Regions from separate parts of the Mus musculus genome. Here regions 2 and 3 are each linked to region 1. The links are chromatin contacts, called in public HiChIP or PLAC-seq maps. All regions are on one chromosome and are shown on one strand. The core of a region is the stretch at or near the end of the contact, and the rest is flanking DNA. Distances in the headings are between cores, read along the strand shown.

Region 1 (4,942 bases), core at 1,245-3,744:
AACCAAATTTCTAGCCAAACTTTGAGATCCCCATGATGTCCACACTGTGCATGTTTGAAATCCTGAGATTTAAGAGACCTTCTATCCATTCCTGTCCTCCTAGGGACTGGGTTCACATGCCAGTGAGCTAAGCCTGACAGGAAAGGGTCCTGGGTGCCTGTTTCCAAATGACAGGACCATAGAGAAATAATCCAACACACTCATTTCCCACGAAGGAGAAACAATTCAACTCTTTTGGAGTAATTCTCTCCCTTCTCCCATCTCTGCTGTTCACAGGCGTCTTCTCTTTGCCTGTTGATTTCTTCAGGAAAGTAGACAGCCTGATGCTTGTATATCAAAATGGCTGACATTTTCCTGGGGTGGAGAAATATCATGAGCAAAGCGATAACTGACATTGAAGAAGAAGAAAACAGGTTTGGGCTGGTTAGAGGCATTTTCAACCAGAGATCTCTCTGAGTAGCTACGAGTGTTGGAAGAAACCAAGGTTGTCCAGTGCACCACGACTAGCCTTTCCTCCCATTCTATATGAATTCTTCTGCTGCGGACTGGCATTGCAGGCAAAACGATGCCACCAGAGGCAGCTTTAGTATGGCTGTCATTCTACTTTAAAGAGCAGTGGCCATTTTCCAGAGTCCTTGGCAAGTCATTAGGGGAAGTCTTACTCCTCAAATTGCCCTCAGGTCACCTCCAGCTTCCTTGTTACAATCCTAAGTGTTACTACATTGTTGCTTCTTCTTCAAGTGCTAGCTGGAGGAGCACTTTCCCTCCCTGAGGGAGTCCTCCCTCCTCCAGCGTGCTCAGTCCTGCCCTAAAGGATCCCTAAAGTTTCCACAGCTTCCTGCGCGTCCAGAGGGCCCTTTGTCCTCATCTTCCTCATTTCAGGGAATTGCAGGGTAGGAAGAGCAAGAGGAGTTGCAATTCCAGACTCACACAACCATCTTGGACTGGAAACATCCTCTAATTTGTGTTCGCTGGTCAAAAATGAAGAAGTATGGTGAAACAAAGTTCCAATTGCGTAGAGAGCGACTGCTTCAGGGATGAGAATCCCCTGAGGGTTTTACCCTGTGCTGACTCACGGCTCTAAAGCAGAGTTTCTCAATGTGTGAATTTTGACCCCTTATGTGTATGTGTGTGTGTGTGGGGGGGGGGGGGGTCACATAACAGACAGCCTGCATATCACATATTTATAGTATGATTTATAACACTAGCAAAATTACAGTTATAGAGTGCAACAAAATAATTTTTTGGTTGGGGGTTGCCACATATTGCAGCATTAGGAAAGTTGAGAGCCACCATTCTAAAGGCATGTGGTTCTTGGGGTATATGTCTGATCACCAGTCTGTGGAACTTGGTGTGTGGCAGCAAGACTGCCAGTGGGAGGACAAACCGGGAGCACAGGTGGAGGAGGACTGGTGTCAATCATTTGACTACATCCAAAACCAAGATATGATTTCTGCTGGCTAATTAGGAGAGCTATTTAGGTTGTATAGAGAAAATTCGGGCATTCAGTGTGGTGTGTGGTTCTCATGGAGACAAGACTACTACCTTTTTTTTTTTTTTTTTTTTTTTTTTTTTTAACTGGTCTCTGAAGAATTTCTGGCCACCAAGGACTGACTGAGTCCATATCTGGTCCCAACTCTTAAATAAGTATTTCATTTAATTTTTACATCAGTAAGCACAGGAGTCCAGGCAAAGTGATTTCCAAGTTCCATACTTAATCTCTTTTCACACAGATGGGAAGGCACTCTGGGGCTGCGTCTATGCACTAAACGTCTCTGAGGCCACACATTCCTGTCTCTGCTTTATCCCTGTGCTAATTGTTTAGATAGTGGGCTCCATCCTAGACACGGCTGTGCAAGCGACAGTCAGGCAGACAGGCCACCATCTTCATTAGCTACTGTGTTAACGTGGAGTAGAGCCCACAGTCTTTCTGAGCATCACTGTCCACACAGATGAAATGAAGCTGTGCAAGCCAATAAGGAAGGAGTTTTGCAAGATGTCGAACATCATGAGGTGTGTGTGTGTGTGTGTGTGTGTGTGTGTGTTTAGGGGACACAGAGGCTGCTGAGTTTATGCCAGGTCTCTGATCACTTGCACAATAAGTTGACATGTTGTTCTCACTGCTGCTCCAGCCTTGGCACACAGGGGACACAAAAGGAAAATCATGGCTTAGAGAATAAAATGCTAGCCAAAGGGACTTCTTATTCTTGTGAGTTTTTAGGGGCATTTCAAACGAGGGAGGCTAGAGCGCGGAAGACCTGCCTCTCACCGTCCAGATTCTGGCAGAAGGGGACAGGGAAAAGCATGGTCGAGGCCCTGCATCTTGGTTACACACACTGGCTGAGGCCCCTGTGATCTGAACCTGCTAGGGCGCAGGCGGGGTGTAGGAAACCAGAGGCCCCGGCAGAGGGCGCCGGGTACCTGCTGAGAGTGCGGCACCGTGTTTGGGGTGCTTGTGGGGCGCGGGTCACGGGCTGCACTCGTGAGTTGACCGCAGAAGCGCCTTGGCGGGCGGAGCGCGGAGAGCAGAGCGAGCGGCACAGGAGAGGGCGCAGGGTTGGCGGAGTCGGGGAGCGTGGTCTCCCAGATCGGTGAGCACTCTCGTCCTGGGGCTTCCCGTACCCCTGCTGCGGGGCACTCAGTGACAACTCAGCGACGTGGGCAGTGTCCAGGACTAGCAGGGCGTGGGTGTGGGTAGGGTCAGCTCTGACCCCGAGCTTTGGGTGGAACTTGGAGTTGACCCGGAGAGGCGCTGAACGAGAGTTTGGTTTACTTGATTTGAGCATCAGGATTTGTTCCTCAGGTTCTGTCTTGTGCCAGGGTCCCCCGGGGAGGGGTGGGGGGATCAGGTAGCCAGAGAGGGCACAGCGATTAGGTAGGCGTCCCACACCCCTGCTCCAGCTGTGCCTTCAGTGAACCACGTGTGGCTGTCGCCCGCCACTCTGCCTGTCAAGCTCAGCCCACCACCGGGGCCGGGAGGGGACGCGGAGGCGGGGTGGGCTGTGCCCCGCTGGAACCCAGCCGGCCGGTGCCCTCGCTCGCTCGAGCTGTTGTGCTTGCCTGGAGCTCCTGCCACTGCTGACAGGGAGCGAGCGGGTGGCTCCCCAAGGAGGCTCAGGGTCCTGCCCTAAGAACGAGGAGCCAAAGGGGTGCCCAGAGCTGGGCTTCCTCAGACAGGACAGAAGCTGTTCCAGTCCTGGAGGTTCCTCTCCCAAGGAAGCTCCGAGAACCCTCCTGGGGGCGGGGGCAGCAATCTGTAGGTGGGCAAGGTAGCAGGAGGGGCGCCGCTTCCCTGGCACCTGGCCTGGGATTCCTTTCCCAAATCCATCCCAGAGATTTTTCTGCATGAGGAGGGGGAACACTTGCTCTGCTGGAGGGACTCGTTGAGTCCAGGGGTTTTGGGAGAAGTGACTCTAAAGCAAGGTAGGTGGTCTTGATGGACTTGTCCAGGGGGTGATGGGCTGAGATTTTGTGTAGCCAAATAGGAGGTCTGCACAGAGTATTGGTGAACGACTTTGTGTTTCCCTTTGCTTTTTAGGGCATTTGGAGAGATGTGGCACCAGGGGCTTGAAGGAGAAATGCATGTATTTTAGGCTGTGTCTCAGAAGAAGAGGCAGCATCCCCGAAAAGTGACTGAGATTGACCAGGAAGAGGCCCCAGACTCTTAGAGTATGCTTAAAAGCCTATGCATTCCTTGGGGAATCTAGGGACCAGCGGATGCCAGGGAACAGCGACCTGGAGCACTGAACCCAGAAGACAGGTGGAAAGCAAGCGGCTCTTCTTCCTGGTATGGCTTGGATTGCTATGGAGATGCTCCTGATGGAACACCATTGTGCTTTTGTCCAGACAGCAACTGGGGCTGGAGAAGGGGCTGGGTGGTGAGTGATTGGGGGAAGTCTGGCTAAGCCTGGCCAAGAACGTGAGGGCTAAGCCACCGGAAGTGCTTTCCTTCTGGAAGATGGCTCCTAACACTTCTACCATGGATGAGACTGGCCTGCCAGTGGAGAGGGACTTCTCCTTTCGCATCCTCACAGCCTGTTTTCTGTCCCTGCTTATCCTGTCCACTCTCTTAGGGAATACCCTTGTCTGTGCCGCTGTCATCAGGTTTCGACACCTGCGGTCCAAGGTGACCAACTTCTTTGTCATCTCTTTAGCTGTGTCAGATCTCTTGGTGGCTGTCTTGGTCATGCCCTGGAAAGCTGTGGCTGAGATTGCTGGCTTTTGGCCCTTTGGGTCCTTTTGTAACATTTGGGTAGCCTTTGACATCATGTGCTCCACGGCATCCATCCTTAACCTCTGTGTGATCAGCGTGGACAGGTATTGGGCTATCTCCAGCCCTTTCCAGTATGAGAGGAAGATGACTCCGAAGGCAGCCTTCATCCTGATTAGCGTAGCATGGACTTTGTCTGTTCTCATATCCTTCATTCCAGTGCAGCTAAGCTGGCACAAGGCAAAACCTACATGGCCCTTGGATGGCAATTTTACTTCCCTGGAAGATGCCGAGGATGACAACTGTGACACGAGGTTGAGCAGGACATACGCCATTTCATCCTCCCTCATAAGCTTTTACATCCCCGTAGCCATTATGATCGTCACTTACACCAGTATCTACAGGATTGCCCAGAAGCAAATCCGGCGCATCTCAGCTTTGGAGAGGGCAGCAGTCCATGCCAAGAACTGCCAGACCACCACAGGTAATGGAAACCCTGTCGAATGCTCTCAATCAGAAAGTTCCTTTAAGATGTCCTTTAAGAGGGAGACTAAAGTCCTGAAGACACTGTCTGTGATCATGGGGGTATTCGTGTGCTGCTGGCTCCCTTTCTTCATTTCGAACTGTATGGTGCCCTTCTGTGGCTCTGAGGAGACCCAGCCATTCTGCATTGATTCCATCACCTTCGATGTATTTGTGTGGTTTGGCTGGGCGAATTCCTCCCTGAACCCC
Region 2 (4,942 bases), core at 1,103-3,602, 190 kb after region 1:
ACAAAGGCCCAATAAATGCCATTGGCAGCCACAGAAGCTCCAGTGTTTCAATAACTGTTGCTGTCATTACAATTAAATGTAAAGTGGGCTTAGTACTGCCATCCCAGGGCTCTCTGGGGTTTAAATAACAACAGTAGACCTCCCAGCACAGAGCAGCTCTTCTTTTCCTCTACCTTGTCTTCACTATTCCTTACTCCCTTCCCATTTAATAATTTGGATACATGTGGAGCCATAAGTACAGTCTACACATATGGATTAATCTATTCATATACCAGCACTGCATTTTAAAATCTCCCAAGTCGATTTTGCAATGCTAGAAATGGAGCCCAGTACCTAGAAATGCCAGGCAAGGGCTCTGCTGCTATACCCCAGCCTATACCTAGAAATGGCAGGCAAAGGCTCTGGGGCCATACCCCAGCTGAGCTAAAACAGGTTTGTGGAATGGTGTATCAGGCCCGAAAAGACTTAGTGTTTTTTTCTTAGTGTTTTTTTTTTGGTCAAGATTGAATCTAAACTCTGGTAATTTAAAAATCATAAAAGGTATGCTTGCAGTCAGGAAAAGTCAGGAAAAGTGCTAGCTTTTGGGTGGGGCTTGGTTCCACTGAGCACTCTCACTTTCTGCTGGTTGGCTATTTCACTAGCATCTGTGGGCTTTAAATGAAATGTTTCTCCATAGGCTCAGATACTTGAATCCTTAAACCTACCCAAATGCTACCCCTTTCTACTCATGTTATAATTGTGCCCAACAGGTTTCAACATTTGAATTTCAGGCTGGGTCATTCACCCATACGATAGAACTTGCAATCTAGTTAGAGAGATGTATATGAGAAAGATGACCAGATGCTAGAGAATCCAGTGTCTGGGGAAAACGAGGCAATATACATTTGACTAGGGACTTTAAAGGTTTTACTGGATGAAGGTGGGATTTGAAGTTTTAAAACTGGGAGCTGTTTCTAGTTTGTTCTCGCTGCTCTCTGCCTGTGCTTTGAGATGTGAGTCCTCAGCTCTCCCCTGTAGCCACCATGCTTTCTGTCTCTATCCTGCAATCATGGACTCCAACCCTCTGTAATCATAAGCCCAAATAAGCCTTTCATTTCATGGTCATGGTATTTTATCACAGCAACAGAAAAGTAATATTTCAAACGCATGCACTTATGGGACATATTTCTGACTCAAACTACAACAAGAAATCTCCTCTGAATTAGCATATTCTATGTTGGTATAGCTGAAAACCATAGACTACATAATTTATAAAACATAGAGGTTTGTGTGATGGACAGATCTGGACTCTAGGAAGTTGAACAGCATTGTATCATAACAGTGGCTCATGCAGAGAAGCAGGTGAGCTTTGAAGAAAGGGGTGAGGTTATATAAAAGCTATTTCTTGATAAATTAGCAATCTGTTAATCTAGGAATGGATCACCCTATTCACTTGGGCAAAGTGCTATGACCAATCACTTTCTAAAGGCCCTCAACTCCAAATGTAATTAACATTTGTGATTGAGTTCCAAATTTTGGGAATATAATGAAGGTGGGACATCCATGTATATTTACACTTTTATTGCTGATATAGTGCAGATTATTACATAAATGACCAAATTCTAGGAGTCATTTAGTGGTATGTTCTAATTCAGCACCATGCTTTTGAAATGAATGTGAGTCTGTGCGCACTATTCTGGGTTCCTTTTCCCGTTGATGGATATTCAGTCATCCTGTTGGGAACATTAAGCCTGGGTTAGAGTAAACCCTTATATCTATCTCCTTATGCAAAGCAGATTCCCTCTTGGCAGTTTCAATAATGAGTCAGATGTTGCCCAAGCAAAAACAAACTGCAGAACAGTCCAGAACACCAAGGGCAGGCGTCCCTACGAAGGAAGCTGAGTTTTGTTTGAGGTGGGGGTACTGTATTGCCTATCAGAATTTGGAGATGGCTTCCTCTTCAGGAATCAGAATCCAATCTGCTGCCTTCAGACCCATTGTCTGGAGAGCATGCATGCGTGGGAAGCCACTCAACAGTGGAGCAGGAGACCTGAGAAGTCTGCCGGGGATACAGGGTTTGCTTCCTGTAGGGATTTGCAAAACCTCTTTCTCATGGCTGTTGGCAATTTGCAAAAGTGCTTTGTGAGTTTCATAAGTAACTTTGGAAGCTAAGTAATTGAGGCAGTTCAATTTTAGCTCCTCGTGTCTCTTTATAAAACTTAGCTGTTTATGAGAAATGAAAAAAAAAAAAAATCCTTTCCTCAGAAGAATTCTTTTTCAGGCTTGAAATAGTTTCATCTGGAGGCATACATGTGAGGTCGATCGAAGGACTTGTCCCGAGTTTGATGTCCCTAAAATTAGTCACTGTGAGGCACAGGCTTGTTCTGTTCCAACTTTCTCTGCTTCTGACACAGGGACTAAAGGGTGCCAGCCTTGTCTCAGGGTCTCAACAGCCTTCAGGGAGGGGTTGTGCTGTCTGGAAATTGGCAGTTTAGTTCACAGGTTAGAAGGCAGTTGCAGCTCGACCTACTCACAAACACCTCACAGATACATCAACTGTCCAGTTCGGTAGAGTCGGGATAGCAGACACGAATCAGCAGCAGTGGCACTATCTAGCAGAGACAGCCAGGCCTCAGCATCAGCCCGAGTCAGCACGAGGGACCAAGAGCAATGCCAGGGAAAGTTCTTGGCTGTACCTCTCTCAGGGAAGTGAAGATCGGCAAAGAACATGCGAGACCCAGAGGCATTGCACAGTTAGCTCTGTAAGCAAGAGTTGCTTAGCCCCCATTACTGTCCATCAAGTCCTATTTATACTACCTTAAAACATCATGTGTCTTTCATGAGTCTTGCTTCAACTGACATCACTCTGCCAATCAGCCCAAGTTCATGGAAGGGGCAAGAAACTACAGCACACCACCAGAAGTAATTTTGGTGTGTTTCTTTTCTCTCTATGGAGCCCCAACAAATGAAGCTCAACTATACAGTGTAAGGCAGGCCAATACTTGCACGTCATCAGCAAAGAATCCTTCATCAAGTGTTCTTTCATGTGCTTGCTTTAGCAGAACATCCTCTCTCCTGTGTCTGCTTCAGCAAAATCTTCCTTCATGAGTCTGCCTTAGCCTTTTCACCTGTGTCCACTTCAGGAAAACACTCCTTCACATGTTTGCCTCAGCAAAACACCAGGCAACACAACTGACTCCAAAGAACCCTTAAGTTCTCTGTAGATCAGAAGCCAAGGGTGTTGTGTTCCACACACATCCTTCTGCCGGAAACCCGTCCCAGGTGTCCTGGTGCAGTGTCAGAAGTTATAACCCAGGGGCTTCTGAAATCTCTGGCTTGCTTTACTTCATTTGATTGCACTTTTGTGACTTTTCCATGGATCCTAGAATTTTAAATATTAATTCTCCTATCATATGAACATCTGGAGGACAGATGTTACTTCACTTCACGTAGACTCAGGTCAGCTTTCAGAGCAGATGGCACACATATTTAGAATGTGGTCCTGGAACATTCCTCTCCTAAAATGTAAAATAAACAGACTTAATAAAAAGAATTTATCTTAGAGTCTGACCTATGTTACTGTCATCTGCTACTTTGACAACTGCTAAGATAGACACGTTGTACTGATGGCGATACGACCATAAAGCTTTGGGTGTGCTATTTTCTATTGTGTAGTGATTTATTTCAACGATAAAAACCTGTATGAAATTGGACAATGTAGCATCCTTGATGTTCCGACGAATTCCAGCAAATATAGTCCTCTCGGACACTGTTGGGAGAAGATGGGTAATATTCTAATTTTATAATTTGCTAATATTTAAAAGATGGAAGTGAAAACTCCCAGAAATTCCACCTCCAGCTGCATTCCTTTTTAAAAAGAGATTTATTTATTTATTTATTTATTTATATTGTATATGAGTATGCTGTTGCTGTCTTCAGACACACCAGAAGAGGGCATCAGATCTCATTACAGATGGTTGTGAGCCACCATGTGGTTGCTGGGAATTGAACTCAGGACCTTTAGAAGAGCATCCAGTGCTCTTAGCCTCTGAGCCATCTCTCCAGCCCCGAGCTGCATTCTTTATTACAGTGGTCCCCATGCTTCCTGATCATGTGCCATTAGTAGGTGAAAGGTCCTGGCTGCCATTCCTTTTATTTATAAATTATGTGCTCAAATTCTCAAATATTATTAAACAGATGTAAACGTAGAAAAATAAAGTTTCTACTATATTCTCACTGTACTTACAGTTGCCAGTCTCCTTAGAGTATACTTGAAAGTATTATATTACTTACATTATGTTACTTAAATTACTATATATGTATATACACATATAAGTATGTGTATGTACATGTATATGTAGAAAGTGGCAAGTGATACCTAATATATGATACTGGAGGATTTGAAATGAACAAATACCCATCAGTAGAGTAGCAGGTAAGCATACTATTTATACAATTGTATAATTTTTACAAAATGAAAAGTTAAGAATTGTTACAATGCACAGCATAGCCCTACATGAGGAACAACCCACACTCTAACGAAGAGACCAGTGAGAACAAAGCAGTTGTTAACATGGCATTCTTCAGAAAAGGACGCCAACACAGAGGAGTAGCAAAATGTCTGGCATGCATGCCTTCCTTAATTTTAATTATTTAAATTAAATTTTTATATTTAATAATTGAATTTTTGTATTTTAAATAATTATTTTAATTAACATATAATTACCTAATTTCCCCTCTTCTCCTTCCTCCATCCAACTCCATATGTATATATGCATATGGAAAGACTAATATATACAAATATACAGATATAGACATACACACAGACACACACATATACATCTTATACATATACATACAAAAATAATCTCCTTGGTCTACTTACTGTTCCATGGATTGTATGAGTTCAAAGGTGATGACTTGGATATCTGGTACCCAATCATGGTGCTCATCTTGAGGCTGA
Region 3 (4,942 bases), core at 1,683-4,182, 160 kb after region 1:
GCATTGCATGATTCACATCTGTCAATTACTTAATCTTTGCAACATTATTTAAAAGATTTGGAATCCTTTCTGTTCTTGCAAGTCAAAGGGACATTGATAGAAGTCACAGTTCTTGTTGCAGGTCACACTGTTGCCAAGTTGATGTCTATCTTGAGTCTAATTTCAGAGCCTGGCTCTTGCCCCTGAGCTGTGTCCCCATGCCACAGATAGCTGATTGCTATTAATAGATATTTCTGCCTTTGGGGTTCTTTTTAATCAGTGCTGTGGTGGTTTGCCAACCCTGTGTCCCCAAGGTCACTGCAAGTCTCATGTCCATTTCTGATAAGAGCCAGCTGTTGCTAAGTGATGCACTTTCCAAGTTTGGTTTGGCCCTGGAGAGTAGATTTCACATCTGAAAGGATGCTCCAGTAGAATTATGCTTCTCAAAGCTTCCACGGGATCTGCCTTACAGATCAGACCACCATCTGTTAGCTTGGCTAACGACCCTATGCCTGGGGTCCCAGTAGAAGCCAAGGTGTGCAGCGCTGCACCCTGAACTGCAGGACTGTGGCAGCAGGTCCATCCACAATGCCCAGAAATATGTATTACATATGCCATGCAGAAGTATTAACTCCCTGTGTAATACAAGGTGGAGAGGGCTGCATTTCCCCAGCTTCTGTCTAAAGACACATGCCCTCAAGAGCATCCTCTAGTTATCCAGGTTGTAGAATAACTTGCGATCTCTAAGCTGATATTCCCATTCTTCTCACTGTTTGCTGATCACACTCTCCACAGACAGACACATCTGGGGCACAAGTGTCCCATACACAGTCTCATCTCATCTCTTAAATAAGTACAGCATCCATGTTGCAGTTGCTGGTTGATAGCTTATTCAGAATGTTGAACCAGAGTTTGAATCCATACTTGTGACTCCCATGTGTGGTTTGGTGATTCCCCATTGCAGCTTTGCACCTAAAAATGATGGGTAGAGATGGCAGCCGAGGGGAAGGTCATATATATCAGGAATTGGTCCTGTGTATGTACTGCATGCAGTGGCATGTGATCCTTTCCCAGGGTGAAGGGAAACATGCGTTAAATCTACCACAAAAAATCCCCACGGGAGTGGGAGAAATAGTCTTTCCCCAGGGAGGATCAGCCTAATTGGTTTTCCAGTCTCAAGTGGTTAGCCCTGAAATTACATACATATAATCAGTACTAAACAGACTCAGAGGGCTGAATTGTGTGTGTGTGTGTGTGTGTGTGTAGGGCAAATGTCTCCATAAAATAACATTTTGTCAAAGAGCAGCAAGTCAGTAATGCATGAATTAGAATCCTTTTGAAGTCCAGATATACTTTACAATTGAGAGTGAAAAGCCAATGGAGCTAGACTATGGAGAATACACACACACACACACACACACACACGTATGTATATATATATATACTATATAAAATATTATATTTTATATTATATTTATGCAATATAATATATTTATTTAAATATAATATATTTATATAAATATAATAAGACGTATATTTATATAATATATTATATAATATATTATATTTGTATACAATCTATTACATTTAATTTTATATATAATAAAGAAAAAGAGGCCAGAAATTTGAGAGGGAGTGGGTGGAATGGGGACATGGAATTGGATAGAGAAGGGGAGGAGAAATAATGTAAATATATTTTAAATATAAAGTAAATGTAAAAATATCCACATGACTAGAGACTGGGAAAGGTGTGAGTAGGAGGGCAGGGAGAGATGGTCTGCAGGCGAAGGGAGCGCTGGACATAAAGCATAACTTTCAATGCTCTGTAGCTTGATGGGGATCTGTGGTGGAAAACAGCTCTGTATTGAAATAGGTAGTAGAGAGACCTCTAATGCTCCTGGCATGCATGATCTTAGTTCTAGGTGACAGATATGCCAGCCACTCTGCTTTGATTATTAATTATACTGGGCATGCCATGTGTGATTAATGTGCGTCAACTAAAAACTTTGAATCAAAGTTTGTTGCGCCCGCCCGTATTTAGGAAGTAGCTAGTGGTACAGTTGAGGGTGTTTCCTGCTGTAGTGGGCGGGAGTTAGCCAGCTAGGAAGCGGAGAAAGCCAGCAGCCACTTGAGCACGGAGAGGCGCCAAACTGGGGTGAAAAGGCCACATTCAATCCCACTGTGCACCTCGACCTGCTACCAACATTGTTGTTCACAAGGGACGTTCGCTTAGGGAAGCTTCCCCGTTACCTTCAGCTCAGTGGAAAACTCCTGACACTCCTGAGTTCCATTTTCTGTTGCCAAGATGAAGGTTAAAAATTACACACACAGGGCGTACAGCATCCCTTCCGTGGCAGCTGTACCAAGGCACATTTAAAGAGATCACTGAAGAGACACTGGGGGGTGTTTGCAGATGCCTTCATAAAATAACATCTTGTCGGAGAGCAGCGAGTCAGTAACGCCTGAATTAGAATCCTCTCGAAGTCCAGATGTATTTCACAATTGAGAGTGAGAAATTGCTTCCAGGAAAGCCAAGGGAGGGAGGCTGTGGAGTAATTTTTGAGAGGCGAATTCTGTAGGAGTCAAAGTGCCCATTAGAAGAGTGTTTGAAAAGCTGGAAATCATAAATTAGCTTTAGGAAGCCTCGGAAGCCGGCTTGAACTTTGCCGTTTGCGTTACCGCATCTCCACTTCATCAAAGCCTCATAACACAAATGCAGAAATCTGTAAAGAAGACCCTTGAACAGTGAGGCAAGCCACAGTGGTGCTCCTTTGGTTCACAATGAAACTGTGCCAGACAATTGGCTACTGGCATTGTGAACAGCTTCCTCCTGTGTGTTTATTCCCCAGGACGCATCCTCACCAGGGCCTGAGTCTCAGAGACAGCTGTGCTACACAATCGGTGTCCTACATAGGTTTGAATGATGCTTCGGTGGCTATTCCAGGATCAATCTTGTTTACTTTAGCCTCATGGCTAAATTGACTCCCAGCAGGACTCCCTCAGAGGAGCTGTGAAAGCTTTGTCCAGAGCAAATCTTACCCTGCCCCCCAACCCCCAATCAGGGCCATGGGGTCCAGACTGAATAGTTTCAGGCATTGGCAGAAGGGCTGCATGAGACCTTAAGGTCACCGTTGGAACAATTCCTTTCCTCTTGTCAACGGGGAATTAAGGCTAGGTGTGGGATAGAAGTCCCCCATGAACTTTCACTGACCCCAGCTTTAGTTGTCTTTTTAGTGGCATTCTATTTGATTATCTTAGAGGCCCAGAGCAGTGTAATTATGTCCACCTTAGAGTTGAAAATTTGAAGTACAAGGAAAGTCATAATCTGTCCAATATATTTCTCTTCAACATCGCCTTTTTAGGGTCATTGTTGGGAGTTTGGGGATGTTTGAGCACATTGTGAACCCCAAGATTGTGAACTGAAAAAACCTGGTGGTATGGCTCAGCCCAGCACACACCTTTAATCCAAGAGCTTTCTGTTTAATGTAGACAGGTTGTTGTGGTGCGGCTCAGCCTTCCTCAGCACACACCTCTCATCCAAAGAGCTTTCTGTAAGCAGGAGTAAATAAAGTCAATGATAGGTCAAGATGTTGAACAAGTAGCCATCTGACAGGGAGAAAGAAAGGAAGGTCATTGAGTTTAGACAGGTTGATAAGACAATGGGTTTATAAGCCTTTTCCTCTGCGGATGTCGGTAGAGTAGGAAGGTCAGTCAGCTGGGTACTTTCTCTGCCTCTCTGTGCTAGCAGGCTATTACCAAAGCATCTGGCTTCTGAATCTTCATTTGGATATATGTATGTGTGTGTGACAATTTACCAAAGGCACACTCACCTTGGACTTGGACATCAGCTTTTGAGTTCTTTTGTTTTTGATAAATGGGATATTTTTGTGGCCTGGTATTAAAAACACAGTTAAGAGACTGAAAATGTTTTAAGAAAACACGGAGGGTTACTACAGTTCAGACTTGTTTTCTAAATCTCTAAGAATTGGAGTGATTTGGAGCTAAGATGAAATATTTGAGCAAGGTGGTGGTAGCCCATGCTTTTAATCCCAGCAAAGACAGGCAGATCTCTATAAGTGAGTTGTTTTTTAGATTCTAGAGTTACTATGAATGCTTTAATCCCAGCACTAGAGAGGTGCACGTTTTTAATCTCAGTGCTTGGGAGGCACAGGCAGGCAAATAAGAATTACAGTGATCTAAATTTAAAAGCCACTTGCAAAAGGCAACCTGAAATTCAAAGTGACTGTCCTTTGTGATCTAAAAATAAATACACCAAACCTTGAAATTATATATTATAAAGAGAAAGGGGAATATAGGCACATTTATCCACTAACATATTGTTTTTTCAAAAATTCAAAAGAAAAATTTAAAAATTTCAATAGAAAGAAAATAGTTTTTCTGTTGCCCCCCCCCAAAAAAAAATTTTTGCCCTAGGAAAGATATAACCAGCCAAAAAATTAAACCCCCAGAGTTAGGGATGAGGAAGGGATCTGTATTTATTTTTCCAAGACAATAAAAGCACCCAACCAAGGAATCCAGAGACCACTGGACAAATGAAACATCTGAAGAAAAGGGACTGATCATCAAGAGAAAATGTCCCAAGAAACAGAGCAAAGCAGATGGTCAAGTGGCACCGCCCACCTCCAGCTCATCTCTGCGGCCCTCTACAGACAGAGTGGCAAATGCTCTTTTGTGGTCCCAATTCAATTAAAAATTAAAGCTGGCTTTGGTGATGGAGCATGGCTCTCTCCTTCTCTAAACTCACACGTGCTTGGCAAAGGGAAATCCCAAATCTCTGTCTCATATCGGAAGAGCCTCCTGGTAAATAAGGAACTATTCTCGTACCACTAATCTCATAATCTTTTGGTTTTCATTTGACTCTCTGAAGATATTATGTCATATATATATATATATATATGTGTGCGTGTATAAATATGTATATATGTATGTGTATGTGTATATG

The links. HiChIP or PLAC-seq counts read pairs in DNA pulled down with a chosen protein or histone mark.
Region 2: a contact with region 1 is called in an H3K27ac HiChIP or PLAC-seq map of SST interneurons, with 7 times the contacts expected there. The contact joins the enhancer-like site here to the promoter of Drd1 in region 1. A contact is called at or near these places in 12 of 39 promoter capture datasets (the 3T3-L1 cell line, 3T3-L1-derived adipocytes, the HPC-7 cell line and 8 more), 2 of 484 Hi-C or Micro-C datasets (cortical neurons and nephron progenitors), 8 of 115 datasets of contacts at active chromatin or transcription factors (SST interneurons, craniofacial prominence, embryonic forebrain and 5 more) and 1 of 9 other capture datasets (adipose tissue).
Region 3: an H3K27ac HiChIP or PLAC-seq map of SST interneurons shows a contact between it and region 1, with 7 times the contacts expected there. The contact joins the enhancer-like site here to the promoter of Drd1 in region 1. A contact is called at or near these places in 3 of 39 promoter capture datasets (the 3T3-L1 cell line, frontonasal cranial neural crest and trophoblast stem cells), 3 of 484 Hi-C or Micro-C datasets (cerebral cortex, cortical neurons and frontal cortex), 5 of 115 datasets of contacts at active chromatin or transcription factors (SST interneurons, embryonic forebrain, embryonic stem cells and 2 more) and 2 of 9 other capture datasets (adipose tissue and pancreatic islet).

The regions. Positions count from the first base shown.
Region 1 is chr13:54,053,210-54,058,151 of GRCm38.p6, reverse strand. It overlaps Drd1 (dopamine receptor D1), which reads left to right and starts at 2,494. Exons shown (of 2, transcript NM_010076.3): 1 at 2,494-2,591; 2 at 3,539-4,942. The coding sequence starts at 3,959.
Region 2 is chr13:53,862,696-53,867,637 of GRCm38.p6, reverse strand. No RefSeq gene overlaps it. Among named protein-coding and RNA genes, the nearest start is that of Gm40954, 15 kb to the right of the region's middle. Within about 2 kb of position 2,352, at least 4 of the 459 cell types and tissues checked have an H3K27ac peak or open chromatin away from gene starts, as enhancers often do. A contact at or near this core is called in SST interneurons, where this site is marked.
Region 3 is chr13:53,896,146-53,901,087 of GRCm38.p6, reverse strand. No RefSeq gene overlaps it. Among named protein-coding and RNA genes, the nearest start is that of E130119H09Rik, 17 kb to the left of the region's middle. Within about 2 kb of position 2,932, at least 11 of the 459 cell types and tissues checked have an H3K27ac peak or open chromatin away from gene starts, as enhancers often do. A contact at or near this core is called in SST interneurons, where this site is marked.